Regions from separate parts of the Triticum aestivum genome. Here region 1 is linked to region 2. A link is a contact called in public Hi-C data. All regions are on one chromosome and are shown on one strand. Each heading gives the region's core, a stretch centred on a gene start, on an enhancer-like site or on the middle of the called end of the contact. The rest is flanking DNA. Distances are from core to core; before and after follow the strand shown. Region 1 holds the start of LOC123145312 (fimbrin-4). Region 2 overlaps LOC123145308 (threonine--tRNA ligase, chloroplastic/mitochondrial 2).

Evidence for each region. A called contact is a pair of places that touch in the nucleus more often than the background predicts.
Region 1: a contact with region 2 is called in a Hi-C map of leaf, with 6 times the contacts expected there. The contact joins the promoter of LOC123145312 here to the enhancer-like site in region 2. A contact is called at or near these places in 2 of 5 Hi-C or Micro-C datasets (both in leaf) and 1 of 1 datasets of contacts at active chromatin or transcription factors (leaf).

What each region holds. Positions count from the first base shown.
Region 1 is chr6D:392,950,237-392,955,434 of IWGSC CS RefSeq v2.1, reverse strand. It overlaps LOC123145312 (fimbrin-4), which reads right to left and starts at 3,566. Exons shown (of 15, transcript XM_044564690.1): 1 at 3,408-3,566; 2 at 3,185-3,312; 3 at 2,890-3,060; 4 at 2,496-2,764; 5 at 2,216-2,387; 6 at 1,774-1,812; 7 at 1,603-1,671; 8 at 1,401-1,517; 9 at 875-1,086; 10 at 557-715; 11 at 275-474; 12 at 10-176. The coding sequence starts at 3,271.
Region 2 is chr6D:392,731,094-392,736,439 of IWGSC CS RefSeq v2.1, reverse strand. LOC123145308 (threonine--tRNA ligase, chloroplastic/mitochondrial 2) reads right to left here. Exons shown (of 18, transcript XM_044564686.1): 9 at 4,742-5,050; 10 at 4,446-4,646; 11 at 4,053-4,222; 12 at 3,306-3,467; 13 at 3,022-3,160; 14 at 1,954-2,052; 15 at 1,763-1,829; 16 at 709-930; 17 at 492-616; 18 at 1-393. The coding sequence ends at 313. Among protein-coding and RNA genes, the nearest start is that of LOC123145308, 7.2 kb to the right of the region's middle. Within about 2 kb of position 1,444, at least 5 of the 8 cell types and tissues checked have an H3K27ac peak or open chromatin away from gene starts, as enhancers often do. A contact at or near this core is called in leaf, where this site is marked.

The sequences.
Region 1 (5,198 bases), core at 2,317-4,816, 220 kb before region 2:
TAAAGTCACCTTGAAGCTTTCCATTCGAGATGTTCTTCCGGATGTTTTCACTTTGCTGTTTGCCCAGTTCAGTATATCTGCATCAGTAATTTGCTTTCCTTGGGATCCTTTGGAGTGGGATCTCAGTCTGTTTAGCAATTGAAGGATATTAAATCTCATCAATTGCCACAGAAGTGCTGAAAGACAACACAGAGAAACTCAAATTATATGTCCACTAAGTTATCAAGAACAGTGCATTAGCATTCACTATAAAGTTCGATGTGATCGAACTCACCAACTATCAATTTCTTATTTCCCTGAACAATATCATTCCCAGCTAAATTTACTAATGAAAACTTTAACTCCTTCCCAATTTTTACAACTTGATTGCAGTTCTCCAGTTTCCTAAATGGCAACTTAATTGGAGGTTTTGATGCCAACTTCCAATTGACAGATCCAGGAGAAACTTTGTCAAGTACTTCAAGAAGTACCCATCTGAAAGATCATAAAATAAATTATCAACTCAGCAATTGATATAACACAATAACACAAGACATCATGAAAATAGTCTTGTTACCCATTGCGAACATCTTCAAAAACATTATTCACGTATGACTCGACCCCAAGGCTGTTGATCCACATTCGGAAGGCCCTTTCTTCTCTGGATACTAGAACATCATCACGTGATGCTGACTGTGTGAGTGTAACTTGTTTAATGTCACTAGTTAGACCATTCCTGCGCATCATGGAATGATATCATTGAAGTGATCAATGGTCAGCACGGAAAAATCGTTAAAATCGACCCAAGGAACTTCCAATTTAAAATAGCTCGTATGACTTTGATCATATCTTAAATTTCTAGATCATTTTCAAGAGCAGGAAAGTCGGCACTTACCGATGCTGGAATATTTGTGCAACAAATGCAAGATTCAAGTTGGCAGAACCCTCAGTTATATCCTTTGGTGTAAGGTATCTTTTGCAGTCCAACTTCTCTGCTTGTTCAAGTACCATTTTTGCCCTTTCATCAGGATCCTTAGTCTCCAGTGTGGTTTCAGGGGAAGTCTCTGGAGCAAGAGCCTTTAGAAGATAAGCATAGGCTTCACCATCCTGTAAATAATTAACTTATGTGACCATCGGAAGTTGAACAGAGCAAGAACAGACGCATGACAAAGAACAACATAATGATGGATCAAGTACAGAGCGACATAACGTACGCTGTATTACATAAAATGAAGAAAGTAACATAAAGTGTTTTGATAAACAATGTTGAAAAGCTAGCTGTTGCGTTGCCCACAAAACTCAAATTCAACAAGAAGATCAACCAAATGTGTAACAGGCAGATTTTTGTATCATTGCAGGTGTATCAAAATTGCATATAATTAAGTGATTATAAGTGTTGTGACATGTTCTGTCATATGCACCTTCACATCCGAAGAGAAATTGTTAACAGTTTTCTTGTAGCCAGCCTTTTTCAGATGATGGTTCATCCATCGAAGCAGCATCTTTTCTGGTGACAAGCTCAACACCTCATCTATATCCTGTACAACATGCAATAAAATGGATTTTGTTTTGAGCAAAGATGTACACCGGGAGCTGAAACAAAGGTAAAACACTTCTACTTACCTTACTGTCATCAAACAATTCCACAAGCTGGGGTGTCTTCTTAAGATTAAGATCAGCCAAAAGTTGAATCTGATAATAAGTGAAACAACTCTTTAGTTGATGAAGGAGGAGTTCAACCATAGTGTGTCCATTGAATTGCATAAAAAATGTGAATCTCATTTCAATACTTACCTTTATGATTTGAGATATCAATCCAAGAACTAAATGAGGCTGCCAAAGAAAACAATAGAAGTATGTGTAAGTCACCACTTGGTTTTTTTTTTTTAAGGGAATTTATAGAACTGAATATGGGAATTGGGAGCATTTTCCCTTTAGGGTAAGGTGGCTTAAAACAACTGACACATGAAAATCAACAAAAAAATATGAGATGTACTAACTACTAGTAAGTGATAAAGTGCATAAGGACAGTCAGCAGTTAATAATGAGAACAGTATTTATACCTAAATTTACCTACAAATTCATCAAAAAGATTATATATCAGTATACAGGACATGAAAGATTAAAGGGAGATAAATGATTTATCTCATTGCAAAAGAAGAAGGATAATTTAGAGCGCTGCAACATTTATCATGATCTACAAGAAAGGATAACAAGTAGGGAACACAAGGCATACCCTTCCTTCCACTAAATCCTGGGTGCCAATGTTGACAACAGTACATCCAATGGCCTTTGCAGAGTTGAGGCACAGTGTGTGGTTTTCATTCCTCTCCCATGGGTTAAGAACTCTTTTCTTATTTATTGCTCTCTCATCAATGGTCCCAGGTACAGCTACATTGATCAACTTACTGACAAAAGATCCATCAACGAATTAACATCAGCTACAACTAGCAGACAGTTTCTGTTGAAAGAGTAAATTGGCATGCGCCATGTAGCTAGCTAGAAAGCCTTCTCACCAGAGCAGCACACCATCCCTAATAAGATCGAATAGCTGGTTGCCGGATGGGTCGATTGGCAAGTACTTCTTCAAGAATGGGTCTTCACCAAGGTAAGTGTTAATATGCGCCACGTAAGAAGACTTCTCCGCCTGGTTGAGATTGTGCAGCAGCGTAGTGATGGTGGATTTGAGGAACGACGACGAGTTCTTGCGGCCGCCAGCCCCGCCGCCGCCAGCAGTGGCGCTTCCTTCCTTGGCGCTTACCCTTGCTTGCAGATTCAGGTACTCCTGCAAAAACACCACACCAAATTCCCCATCCGAACCGAATCTGTAAGACAATGACACGCTCTTCCCCTCCACAGTAATACTAGTAATACTACTAGTCAGGAACTCAGAGGATCGCCGAGATGTACCCGGAGGAAGGACTCGAACTCAATCTCCTGGTCGCTGTCGGGGTACGACTCCGACAAGAAAGCGGCGATCTCCTCCTCGGGGACCACTTCGTGAAGTCCCCTGAGCTTCTTCATCAGCCCCGGGAGGTTCTTGGTGGTGACATGGCCGGAGTCCCTCTTCAGAGACACGAACTGCAACCCACAACGACACAGAAACCTCGAGTTGGAGCGGAGGTGACAGAGGAAACCCTTCTGACAATAATTGTGGTTTTTGGAGCAGAGAAGCAAAGAAGAAGCCGTGGATTCGGGTTGTCACCTTGGCCTTGAGCGATCGGAGCTCGACCTGCGTGAACTGGCCCTGCAGGGAGGGGTCGGAGACGACGACCCCGACGAAGCCGGACATTTCCCCTCGCCACGGCCCGATTCGACCCGGCTCCGGCGCGGCTGCGGCGAGATTTCAGATCAGGGAGGAGGGACAGATCGTCCGCGCGCGGGTGGGGGGCGGCGGGGAGGGGTTGCGGGGACGAAGATCAGGATACCTTCCGAATTGCTCACGGTAATTCTGCCGTGCAGCCTCTGCTGTTCCTTCTCTCGCTGGCGTGCTTTCCTTGTGCTGGGGGGAAAAGGTGGGCAATGGCGTCCGGGAACTCCCAGATTTGGTGGGGGCGGGAGGGAGGGAGGGAGGGAAGGGGGAAGTGGCGGAGACGAGGAGAGGAGGTAAGGGTGGGGTCTGTTTGTTTCGTTAGTTTATTGTGTCTTCGCTTTAGGTTTTCCTCGGGGTTAAGGCACTGGATGGAAAGGGTAAAAGCAGGCAAGCAAGCAAAATGGAGATCAATAAATAATGAAGCAAAAAATTTGACCCAAAAAAATACTAGGATGATTTTTTTGTTTGATTTTTTTTTCTTGATGGAGAGAGATTGATGATGTGCTTAGCTGCGCATGCTCACAACCGGAAAAAGTCTTCGGAGAACTGTTTCTCTAACACGTGTGACGGCTGAATCCTCGCATTAAGGCGGCTTAGGATTTACATGTATATGGTTATAACTTTTGTTATCCTTGTTGCTCTTTGTACTACCATGATTGATTATGAATAGATCAAAAGTTTCTCTTGAAAAATGTCATAAGGGGTTGTGTGATTTTGCTTGTTGTTTTTAGCGGATTAGTTTTATTACCGACAAAAAGATTACTGCTTATGTCTACACGCTGGTACAAAATTATAAAAGAAAATGAAAACCATAAATATATTATTCATTGCAGTTATACTACCTCTATCCAGATTTATTAGGCCCCTTTATATTTTGGGTTAAACTTTGACCGTAGAATTGATTTGCAAAATATACGAGACATGTCATAAAAATTCTATTGTTAGATTTGTAATCAAATGAAATTTCCAATTATATATTTTTTGACATGTATCTCATATTTTATTGCGCAAATGTATGGGTCAAACTTTGACTCAAAATGTGAGGGGGCATAATAAACTCGGAAGAGAGTAATAATGATGTTACAAAAAAATTCCATCTATCTACAATCAAAGTTGAAGAAGTTTAAATACGGATTCTAGTAAGCCATTCATTTGTTTGTTCACTTGCACATATTCTAGTGAGTGTATTCTTGGGAGCAGCCCACTTTCTTTTCCCTCACCCTTCCCCCTCTTGCGTTGACCCCCTTTTTGGAACTCAACTAGAGCTTCCTGGTCTGATCCAACGCTTTGTCCAACATCGATGGTTGCCGAGAGGTGTGCATGTCTTCCTTATGTATATTAGGCCAGTAGTTATGGCGTTATGTCGTGGTTTGGCGACATGTTGTCGGTGTGCTTTGATCCCTTGCCAGCGAACGGTGTATGGAGCTCGCCTTCCTCCTCCTTTGACCCACCTGCGTGATGGATGACGGCAAGAGGCGGTGGTTTTGGGAGAAGCACTTTCAATAAGCTTGGGGAGAGATTCGGGGTCATCCTTTCTTCTTCTTCTTCTTCGCCGGCATGGTGTCGGCCGAACAAGGAGAGGTCGATCTGACTACTGTCTTCGCCGAGCTGGAGTTCTTTAGGGATTGCAAGCTTCCTTGTGGGTCTAGCGTTTCCTTCATCCCGTTGCATCGACCTCGGCCACATAAGTTGTAGGTCATCAAGGGTATTTGCTTCTCGTGTGCCGTCTTCAACCTCCATGTGAGGCCCTTGGCTCCTTGCTCGTCATTGGCAGGCTTGTGTCGCAGACGATGGCCATGGAGTCTCCAACGAGATTGCTACATGTGACTGGACTTGACCATGGTCCTCTTGTATGGTTTGGGGACCTATTTGCAAAAAGGAAGAACCATCTTGTAAAAAATTGTTT
Region 2 (5,346 bases), core at 195-2,694:
AGTGCGTGCAGCTGCATTGCTCCGGTGCATTACATGAACTCAACATTACAGCTCGTTCTTCAAAACAGACCCTGGCAAAGCGCTCTCTCACACACACAGACACGGGGACGCACTGGCATTACACATAAACCGAACCAATTTACACGCACGGACGCACCACAGGAAACAAGAGCCCTAAGGGCAACCACGAAAAACAGGTAGTAAAACGCAAGCGAAACAAAGACCGATCTGCTTCAACGGCAACAGTAGTAACCCAGGCAGGCAGGCAGGCAGGCACGTATCACTTCTACACGGCGGCCACACAGGTCGGACTCAGCCTGACGACGGCCACTCCCGGCGTATGTCGAAGGTGTAATTGATCTGCAGGTAGCACTTCCGGTCGTCGTCCAGGAACTGCCAAAGATCAAGAGAAACGTTCAACCGTCAGACCTCTGAATCCTGAAGCAGTTAGCATGCGCATCTCTGAACAATTAGTTTCGTCGTTTAGTTACCTTGGTCTTGGCAGAGTAGGATCCCCGGGCGAACATCCCGGACGGCGTGGTCTCCTCCGGCGTCACGTACGCGTACGGCTCCGGCTGCGGGCTGAACGTGCCCAGCATCTCCTTTGTGCTGTCAACTACACCAGCAAACCATCACAGTATGAGCAACCCAGCACACAATTCGTTAACTCGTCGATCGGTTTCATTGGTTTGGCTTTCCCTACTGCACCTTTGATGCCGGTCTTCCAGACGGTGTTGGTGTAGCGGAGGCCGGAGACGATGTTGTTGCTGACGGAGAAGGTGAACTTGAGCTTGTACGGGGAGCCTTCCTTGAGGGTGAACCACACCCCCTTGCCGCTGCTGGGCTCCACCGGCAGCGGCAGGAAGATGTCCGGCCGCCCGGGGGACTGGATGGACAGGCTCATAATCTTCACGTCCGGCTCCAGCGTCTCTGCACCAATCAGTCAATCAATCACCGTGCATTCGAATCTCACATCAAAATGTGACGCCAATCAAATAACGGATCGTTTTGAATTCTAAATTCTGATGGAAGAAATGCCTTCCTAAAACATGAACGTTCTTAACGGTTTATGCTGTTAGACAAAAATAAGGTTGCCTTCCCTCAATTATGCCCTGCAAGACGTGCTGGGCATAATCGGACCAAAAGTCGCAAAGACTTAGCTATCACCACGACAAATCATGCATTATTCCCGGGATACATCACTTTCAGGATAGCAACAAGGCACTACTCATATATCAGTACTACTACCCTGAATCCGAAGTCTGAAAATTCTGAATGCATATCCGTCAATGGCGAAGGCACAATAGTTCAACCATGCACGGCAACGTACGGGGACCGACCAGACCAGTGCATTCGAGAAAACGGGGGCTCCATGTGTCTGTTTTTTTCCTACGAAATGATTAGCACGGAAGGACAAGGCCGGACGACCTAGCCAACGGAGCCCACCACCTTTTAAAATTTTCTCCGCTCCAGTTCTCCTGTTGAGTACTGGCCGGCCGGCCGGTGCACAGACGGAGTCGTAAAAACGCTCTATAATTAAGCACGGAAAGCAACGGGTGGTTTCACGGGGCCGTGCGTGTTGACGACGGAACACGGCGGTGCTCACATGCCAAACTGCGCAAGTGCTGGTGTCCTACGTACACGTACTGGTGGTGGTGGTGCCCGCCATCACGCAGGATTCACGAGGACGAGACAATTGAACGCAAGCAATTATCGATTTGGCCGGCCGAGAAGTTGTTGCATGGTTGAAGAAGTTGTTTACCTCCCACGGAGTTCAAATCCACGCTGCCGAGCAGCTGCTCCTTCCACCTCCTCAGGCTCTCGTCGTCCTGTAACAATGTCACGGAGAAAGGAGACGCATCAATCGATCCATCCATCGGTCGGCGGCAGGCAGCTAGAAGAAGAATTCAGGCGCGCGATGGTGCGAGAATGCGGCGCATGCTGACATATTACCTTGTCCTTCTCGAGCTGGTCCTTGATGCTGAGGATGGGGCCGAGGTCGATGTGCTCGGGGACCTTCTCGCCGTCCTCGTCTTCCTCCTCCAGCTCGCCCTTGCCGCAATGCGGCGCCGCCGCGACGTCGCCGCCGCACTTCTTCCCGTTCGTCGCCGCGGCGTCCCCGGCCCCGCCGTTGCCGTTGCCGTGCTCCGCCACCGCCGCCGCGCACTCCTTGGCCTCCGCAGGCCCGGCCGCGGCCATGTCGGCGACCTTGGAGCAGGAGATGGCTTCCACCGCCGACGACATCCTCAACTCACCTCACCAGCCGCGCAACAATGGCTGCCCCTTCAACGGCTAGCCAAGAAGGTGGAGACAAAAAGAGGAGAGCGTGGCAAAAAGGCGCGGACGGTGGATGGAGGCGGCACGGGCACCGAGAGCTCGCTGGGGGGCACCAAAAGGAGAGAACGCGCTGGTAGAGGAGGAACGTCGAAGCGGATTCGGACAGGGGGAAAGGGGCGCGGCGCAAGGCTCCAAAAAGAGAGCGCGCGGATCAGAGGGAGAGAGCCAAGGGGTGAGGGACGGGACGGTTGGATCCAGGCAGCTAGCAATGCAATGGCAGCAGCGCGCCAGAGAGGATAAGGAGGTTTTAATTCCACTGCGCGAGCGAGGGTGGTGGTGGTGGGAGGGAGGAGGAGACCAGGGGAGGGGAGTGGTGGAGACGACGTGATGGTCACGACTGAAGAAGCCCTCCCGCTCGCGGCACGGCACGCGCTGGTACAACTGTACGAGCGTTAGTTGGGACGTTTTATTGCTGATTGATCATGATCATGTGTGTGAGAACCCCTGCTCGTAGATAGAGTCGAGTTCCTGCTAAAAAAAGATGTAGTCGAGTTAGTGCAGATTAATGGGCCTTTTTTCTTTTCCGTATCTCACAGATCATTGTTGTGTTTCTCAAAGAAAAAAGACATTGCTGTGAATGCAACCGAAAAATGGTGCCGCGCATGATTTGTAAGCTGGCAAACCCAGCAAACTTGCTCAATTCGATGTGGGCTTTTAATTTAATAATAGTACTTCATTTCTTACGCAATTAATTTTCCCCATAGCAATCCTGGCATTAGAAGTGCCACGCTTCATAATTATAAATCGCGAATTACAAATAGCTGCAAAGGCTTTAGGGGTAATCCACGTTTCTCCACCCTTTCCGCCCAGGAAGATGACGGCTCTGTAAAATTGAGTTATTTCTTGTGTTGTGTATGAGGATGCGCTCCTCTGCTACGTGGTCCCACCACTTTATGCTGCTGCTAGATCTTTTACTGACGTCGCGGGGTAAGTGAAGATCTGATCTGGGACGGGGGTGGAGAAGTTACCTATCCCAGTGTCCTCCAGCCTGCAGGTTTTTGTCCCAGGTGTTGTCGACTTGCCCGGTAAAATTTGGTCCGTCCATCACGCTCCAATCATAGATCCGCACGACGCCGTCCCACCCGCAGCGAGCGATGCCCCAATCAATCGGGTCGGGTCGGGTCCCCCGCCTCACAGGCGCAGACAGACCAATTCATCTCGGCGGCACGACTTCACGACTCAGCACCGCACACAATTGCTCGCTCTGCAGCAGCAAGTGGCCATTACAGTTTGTCTGCCGACCAGGCAAACAACGCAGAAAATACGCCCGCGCATCCATCCTGCTGAGTGGGTTTAGCCCACAGCCCAGTGACAGGGGCCGGTCAAATCAAGCCCACCGCTGCCTGGAGTCTGGAGATTCATGACACGACATGTCAATGATGTGCAGTGCAATGCAGATTGCAATCAAGCTGAAAACTTGCACTGAAATGTGGTCACAAATTATGTACAATGAAGAATGTTGGGCTTCTGTTCCTGACTGGAGTATAATGTGGTGATGGCAGTTCTGCACAAAATTGTTGGACCTCCGTCGCTCAGTTTCGTCGGAGGCGCTCCTGTACGGTGTATGTGCAGCAGAAGGTCTAGTGCTCTACAATATGAACTGGAGTTTAATAGACTGGGGTATCTACAGCGAAGATTTTTCAGCAACGGCCGATTGGATTTTGCTGATGAAATCGTCGACGGGCATGGTGCCCATCTCCCCGTTATGCCTGGACCTGATGGTGAGAGTCCTAGCTTCGACTTCCTTGGGGCCAACGACCGCCATGAGCGGCACCTTTTGTGTTTCGGCGTTTCTGATTAACTTCGGCAGACGTTCGCCGTGGCATACCTCGGCGCGGATACCTCTCGATTTCAGTTCTGAAGCCACCTCATTACAGTACTGCAGCTGAAAACATGAAAGGAAGATGCCATGGCTTCGTAAGAGGTGCTAACAAAATCAAGCATCTGATATGTGTGTGCCGTGCAAATAACAAATAAAAGGATGTTGCTGTCCTGCCTAGGGTCACCTAGATATACAGTACCTTTTTTACTTTGCACAAATCTACCACAGTACAAGGTAAAAATATTGGTTTAACAAGTGAAACTAATGCAAGGTAAAGGGAGCAAACCTCATTGTTTGTGACAGGTAGAATACGAGCTTGGGTTGGAGCAAGCCAAAGTGGAAAATCACCAGCGTAGTTTTCAATGAGGATGCCAAAAAAGCGCTCCAAAGACCCAAGGATGGCTCTATGAATCATGATAGGCCGTTTCTTCTCAGTATGCGAGTCAACATAAGTGATGTCAAACCGTTCAGGCAAATTGAAGTCAACCTAAAATATAAGAAAATCGAATGATGTTATATGCCCTTTTCCCTCAAAGAATCCACAAAATTTGCTTATTCTTCGTAGAAAAATATATAACTTACCTGCACAGTGGAACATTGCCATTTTCTTCCAAGAGCGTCCTCAATTTTCAAATCAATTTTTGGACCATAGAAAGCACCTCCCCCTTCATCAACCGTGTATCCCCAACCTTTATCATCTAGCGCATCTTTCAGAGCAATTGTTGCCTTTTCCCATATGTCGTCACTGCCAACAGATTTTTCTGGCCTGGTTGAAAGGTTTACCTCATAATTCCGGAAGCCAAACTGCCCCAGTATTTCTTCAGTTAAATCAAGAACTCCTCTAATTTCATCTTTTATCTGGTCTTCGAGACAAAATATGTGGGCATCATCCTGCATAATAAACATATTTTATACATTTTTACAATGAACATTTGACAGATATTTGTATGGTCTAAAACTTGTTGCAGGCACCTAGAACAACACATGTTAGTAATGTCAGAGTAGTGGGCATAATTTTAACAAAATCATATAATATACAGAACTGTGAGTCGGGACCTCCACGTTTTCTTAATAGGACACAAGAAAAGGTCTGCCTAGGGAATTACTGAACGATGGCTTTACTTAAGCATCCATGCTAGTTAAGATAGCAATGTGGAAAATAGTCCAGAGAAAATGAAGAAAAAATG